Regions from separate parts of the Sus scrofa genome. Here region 1 is linked to region 2. The links are chromatin contacts, called in public Hi-C maps. All regions are on one chromosome and are shown on one strand. Each heading gives the region's core, a stretch centred on a gene start, on an enhancer-like site or on the middle of the called end of the contact. The rest is flanking DNA. Distances are from core to core; before and after follow the strand shown. Region 1 has its middle 26 kb from the start of NTSR2. Region 2 has its middle 240 kb from the start of TRIB2.

Region 1 (3,256 bases), core at 340-2,839, 1.1 Mb after region 2:
GTTATTTTAAAAAATAAAAGTTCTCATCACGAGAGAAAAATACGTAACTACATACAGCGATGGATGTTAACGAGACTTCCTGCGGCAATGATTTCACGATCTGTGATATCGCAAATCCTTATGTTGTATCCCTGAAACTAACATGATGCTGCATGTCAACTATATCTCAATTTTAAAAGAGCTTTCCTGGAAAAATAAATAAATAAATAAAAATAGCTTTCCTGGAGTTCCCGTTGTGGCTCAGCAGTTACTGAATCTGACTAGTATCCAAGAGGTTGCAGGTTCGATCCCTGGCCTCGCTCAGTGGGTTAAGGATCTGGCATTGCTGTGAGCTGTGGTGTAGGTCACAGATGCGGCTCAGATCTGGTGTGGCTGTGGCTCCGGTGTAGGCCGGCAGCTGCAGCTCCAATTGGACCCCAGCCTGGGGGTCCAAACAATAAAAAAATTTAAAAATAGCTTTCCTATAACATCTGTCAATGCGATATTTGTCTGGCTCCATAAGCTCATCTTTGAAGATATAAAAAACCTGCAGGGAGAACCAACAGAGCAAACTCTTTCCCGACAGTGTCCACAGAGGAAACACGCTCCACACATCCAGCGGCTCTGAGGGAAAAGAGTTTATGACGGGGGGACGGGAATGGCATCAGGTAAGATGGGAAGGCGTGACTGGGAGCAAACGTCAAGCCCTGATCCATTGTCTCCGAAGTGAGTGGGTTTCTACTTAGAAACAACCACCAAGACGATGGAGAAACTGCCGCCTCTGGGGACCTTACAGCCACGGGAGGGTGATCTCACATTTCTTGGGAGAGACGGGCGAGGTGGGGGAGTCACGGCAGCCCTGATTCTGGGAAGGACTTTTACGTAAAGAACTCAGAGAAAGCCTCTTGACCTTGTGCTCATCCAGGTCCTTCGGCGAAAGCTTCTGGTCTCCCGAGACAGCTGTGGCCACGCTGGCCCCCTGCCAGGCTGGAGCGCGGGCAGCAGCCAAGAGCAGGGACAGCAGAAGAATCAGGATGCCACATGCCCCCCTCCTCCCCCCGCGCCCCGTCGGGTCCAGCCTCGCCCCAGAGCTCCACGGGCTGAGCTAACCCGTGAAGACAAACATTCACGACCCTGGGGAATTGGGACCTGCGGGAAGGGGCACTGGAGGGAAAGGTGGCCAGCAGCTGGGGAGAAAATGACCACGCAGTCGGCTGCTGGATGCAGTGACATTCTCCAGCCACGCCAGGCCACCTACGCCCTGGCTGGGACTGTGTGTGTGAAGCTGGACTCTTCCAGGTTGACACGTTACCTGAAGCTGAGTGTGACAAGCTCCCCTTGAGAGTGGCATGTGACCCGTGGTGGGGCTTGCTCCTGGCCTGGGGAGATGGTGAAGAGAGAGCCGTAAATGGAGCGGGCGGGCTCAGGAGGGGCTGGGTACCAGGCTCTGCCTGCCAGGTGCCCACAGCCAAGAGGCTAATCAGGTGGGAGTCAGCTTTTCAGCCACCAAGACAGCCAATCAAGAGCTCCAAGACCTGTGAGGCTGGCCTTTCCCTGTCCCCAGGGCAGACCTCGTCACTACACACGACAGGCAGGAAAGGAACCAGCAAGGTTTGGCGAACACAAGCTTCCCAGGGCTGGGGAGGCAGGCTGAATTCCTACGCGGTGATGCACAGATGCCTCGGACCAGCCGCAGGCTTTTGCCAAAGGGCAGATGCAGAAGCCCAAGCCTGGTGTGGCCCAGAGTGGCTGGGGGGGCTCCTTCCAGCCCCCCACCCCAATCCCTGCCCCAGCATTGGTCCCCAGCCCCCAGAGGCTGCTGCTGCTCCAGCCTGAAGGGCAGACAGAGCCCAGGGCTGCCACAGACACATGAGCTGGGCGAGGCTTCTGGAATGTGCGGGAGGCTGGCCTTGGGGCACACACGGGGCCTTGGGTTTCAGGGCCGCCTAGTTGAATGACAGCTCCGCTTAAATACGAAGTGGCAACAAGCCAGAGCTCCACAGAAAAAGGTGCACCCTTCTTGGGTCTCGAGCTAGGGGACCATGTGTCTGTTCTCATGGGACACAGCTCTGCTCTTGGGAACAAACATCCTTTTCTGGGCCAGAGGCTGGGGACCCAGAGACAGGCTGGGGGTCCCTGTTCTGACGGAGTCCCGGGGCCCCACCCCTGCTAACCTGGAGAACCATGTAAAAGAGAGCGTGACAGGGGAGGGGACAGGAGCGCGTGGAAGGCACGGGGCCGTGACAGCGGAGCTCAGCTGTGAAGGCAGAGGGTGTTTGCAAGGCTGAAAGCGGGCGAGAATCCACATGGCAGGGAAACGGGTCACGAGGGCCTCCAAGCTCGGAGCAGCAGCTCCTGGTGGCCTGTGGCCAGATGCGGGGCCAGGAGGAAGCACCTTCAGGCTACCCCGGGCTGGCTGGGCCACGGACGAAGCTGGCTTTGTCCTGCCTCCCCCTGCTCTGGCCAGGAAGCCCTCGCCCAGCACCAGGGAAGAGCGAAGGGCTCTTACTCAGCACCGCCTCTCCCACTGTCCGTCCAGCCAGTCAACAGCGAAACGCACTCTCGCTTTGGGGTGTCTCTTTGCTGCCTATCAAGGCCCCTCCCTTCACCTGCTGTCCACCTGCTGCCCATTCCGTTTCTGGCGAATGATGCTTAAGGGTCGTCTGTGCTGGTTTTCTTCAATTCTGTTCCTCTTGTTCTCTCTTAAACCCACTTCAGTCTGGCTCCCCTGCCTCCCCCACTGTTCTACCAGAACTGTCTTCATCAAGATCACCAATGGCACCTGGGCATCCAGTCCTTAATCAAGCTTTTTATTTATTGTTATTATTATTTTGGCCGCGCCCACAGTATGTGGAAGTTCCTGGGCCAAGGATTGAACCCAGGCCACAGTGGCGACCTCAGCCACTGCAGTGACAACCCTGGCCCTGACTTCGTCTCCTGATGCCCCACCCCCTCCCCCGTCATCCATCCCGGACTCCCTGCTCTCCTCCTCGTCCCCAAACGCTCCACCTTAGCGTCCTTGCCCTGGTTGGTCTCGTTGCCAGGAACCCTTTTTCCCCAAATCAAATGACCGACTCCTCACCCCCTTGAAATATCACCTTCTCAACGAGGCTGCCCCGACCACAGTCTGCCCTCCGCCCTCAGAATCTCTGATCCTTGCCGTTTCCCTTTTCCCATTGTGCTTTCAACCTCTATCACATTCAATCATTTACATGTTTATTACACTTACTGCTTATGGATTGTCCAGGTGTGAACTCCATGAGAGCGAGGCTTCATT
Region 2 (3,055 bases), core at 292-2,791:
GGGTCTGTAGCACAGTCCTGTAATAGAATAAGTGTCCATCAGATGTTATTGTGTTATCAGGATCGCCACCATTGCTGTCGTTATTATTTTGTCTTCCTCGCAGCTTGAGAGTCTCCAGGGCAGATGTAATTGTCCCAGTTTTACAGAAGGGGGACTTAAGGCTCAGATGGGATAAATGGCTGCCTTTAGCAGAGCTGCAACATGAATTTTGCTCTTTTACTTCATGATACAATGCTCTCCCCTTTGCCATCATGTCTCAGCATATCCATGTTAGATAATTCTTCCAGTTGGGAAAAATGTTGGCAGAAAGAAAAGTTAATGAGCTGAATCATTTAAATGGACAGATTGGAAAAATACTGTTGTTCCTTTTGCATGTTACACTCTTGCCAGAAATCAAGTAGGTGGAGTTTTGGAAGAGTAACCAGTTAGCTAAATATGGTAGTTTCAGATAATCAAGTTTAAAGCCATACCAGTTATATTTAATGTTTGAAGGGGAAAAAAATCAGAAAATTTGGGCATGAGGCTGAACTCACTGAGCTTGGCTCACCACCAAATTTCTCTCATCCAAAGCAATGACGCTGAAGAGTTATAAATACCATGCACCTATATCATGAAGCGTAACACATCCTAGGAAAAGTTTTACGTTTAAGTCACCTTTGCAAAATGTTGGGAGTTAGCTAAGATTACAAACGTTCAATTCAGACCCCAGTTGCTAGAGAAAAAAACACATGTTTATATGGCAGCTGGGGGCAAAGCATCTGTGTGCACAGTTTTATCTGCTCCGGGGTCACTCTGTCTTTGACTCTGGTTTACAACTTACACCAGTCTCTGTAAGAGAAATCAGGTCCCACCCGCAGTTTTCTAGCTTAATGAGATAAAAACCCTGATGATCAGTGCATGAATGTAAAACTAAGATAAACTGGTATCTGCTACTGATAAATATTTAACAGATGTGGTCCAGATCCCTCTGCCAGCTGGAGGAGGGAAAAACGTTCTATTTCACAGTTCAAATATAATTATTGGCCACATTTCTCCAAGCAAAGACAGTGACATTGGCTCACTCCCCAGGAGAATTTTCCTCTGATCTTGGCATTAGGATTTGGTTTTCTTTAACAGATTGCAGCAATATACCCTTTGCTTGACCCACTTTCTTCATTCACAAGATACCTGGAGCCAAAGTCATGCATGGGAAACAGAAAGGGAAGAGCACAAGCTGTGTTTCTGTACCTGCCAAAGGGTTGCAGAGAAACGCACGTACTCCAGGCCCCACTGAATGCACCTGTCCATCAGTTTGGTCTGGCAAAGGATCATTTGATCCAAGCAGCTCATTCAGGACTTAGCAGCACTTCTACCCAGACCCACTAATCACTTTTTTGGGACAGCTTCACAGACAGTCATTATTATTCCAAGTCTTTTGCCCTTTGCACTCTTTAAACAGATTGTGTGCAAAGGCTTTTCCTAAACATCACCACTGAGACTCCTTCCAGTAACGAGTGACTCATCCCGTGGATCCCCAAGCAGCTGTTGTGTAATGGGAGCAGGATGTTTTGCCCATGTTCCTTGACCTGACCATGTTGACCCCCGAGGATGTTTTGGTCCAGGAAGGCATAGTCCAGAGCTTAGGTGGGTAACACACCCCAACAGGGTTCATTTCCCATTTCTACTCTGCTTGTGCAATCCCTTTTCCAAACACTGTTACCAGAATAATATTTTTTTTCTAAAACGCTAGTCTGACCATGTCATTCCTCTGCTTAAAAGCCATCAATCATGGACTTCCTGTCACCAACAAAAAAGCAGCACCACATTCTGATCCTACTTGACCTGCCTTTTCTCATCTTCAGCTCTCTCTTTGCATAATCACCCCTGGCCCCCACACTCATCCTGCCTGCATTACACATGAATGTATGCTATTTTTCTTGCCCAAGGCCCGAGGTCCAGAGTTACTTTCAAGTCTCATTCCTCATACAAAGCCTCTTTCAAGATCCACGTTAAGTATCTCTGCATCCAGGAAGCATTTTCTGCCAACTCCGGGCCTTGAACACCCCCTGCTTCTAAACACATGGCACATCTATTCTATCTCAGTCATTATAGATGTTTTCTTACTATTAAATTTATAGTTTTATTCTTGAGTGCATAGCTGTCTCACCAATTACTGAGAGTCAAGCTTATGTTTTATTTTCGTTTTGTAGATTGTGAGGGCAATGCAGTTGGGAACCTACATGCCATGTGGATGCTGAGGGCAGGAGGAACATATCAGACTTCCTCCTTCATCACTGAGTGGCTGTCTCAGAGCTGCAGAGCCCACCAAAGAGGACAGAAAACCTTGTCAGATAGAGAAGGACTATCTAGCCTACAGGGTACTGGTTTACTCTCCAGCTAGGCGCTCTAAATCTTGGAGGATGTGACGCCCAGCCCTGAGACCTACCATGCAGCCAGAGCTTGTTGGTTTGGTTTAAGGAACCCTATGGAAAGAGGAGAGCTAGGTTGGAACATACAACTGATCCCACGGGTATCCCCCATGGAATCTGTGTTTTTAAGGACCGAGTTTAATGGGGTACTAACTCATAGAATACACATATGATGATTTTATTAAAAGCATTATGAATAATCTTATCTCATTCAAACATCACCAAATCCATGATCAGGAGAGTCAGCTGTAAAACACAATTATTTACTGAGTGCTTGCACTGTGCCTGGGGACACAGAGGGAGGGCACTACTGTTTTTGCTCTTGAGGAATGCCCTGTGAACATCTTAGAGGTAGAACAGCTGAAGCGCACCGGCCAAACCGTCCAGTCCAGCGCTTGGCCTGGACTCCAGTACAGGCCTTGGATTCCTATCGGCGCAGCCCTCTTTCCACTCTTTATGCTGCTCTATGGCTTATGTTCAGGGAGTGACTGCTCTTCCTGGGTTTCTTTAATCTTGTCTGGATGGCTGGGAAGCTTAGGAGGAAGATGCAATAGAGAACAAATGTGTGGTTGCCAAGGGGGAGGGAACGGGATGGACTGGGAGCTTGGGGTTAAGGGGGAGGGAGCAGGATGGACTGGGAGCTTGGG

What was found. A called contact is a pair of places that touch in the nucleus more often than the background predicts.
Region 1: a Hi-C map of embryonic fibroblasts shows a contact between it and region 2, with 2.2 times the contacts expected there. The contact joins two enhancer-like sites. A contact is called at or near these places in 4 of 47 Hi-C or Micro-C datasets (embryonic fibroblasts, fibroblasts, mesenteric adipose tissue and 1 more).

The regions. Positions count from the first base shown.
Region 1 is chr3:125,054,907-125,058,162 of Sscrofa11.1, forward strand. It overlaps a transcript of LPIN1 not described here. Among named protein-coding and RNA genes, the nearest start is that of NTSR2, 26 kb to the right of the region's middle. Within about 2 kb of position 1,590, at least 20 of the 83 cell types and tissues checked have an H3K27ac peak or open chromatin away from gene starts, as enhancers often do. A contact at or near this core is called in embryonic fibroblasts, where this site is marked.
Region 2 is chr3:123,953,915-123,956,969 of Sscrofa11.1, forward strand. No RefSeq gene overlaps it. Among named protein-coding and RNA genes, the nearest start is that of TRIB2, 240 kb to the right of the region's middle. Within about 2 kb of position 1,542, at least 13 of the 83 cell types and tissues checked have an H3K27ac peak or open chromatin away from gene starts, as enhancers often do. A contact at or near this core is called in embryonic fibroblasts, where this site is marked.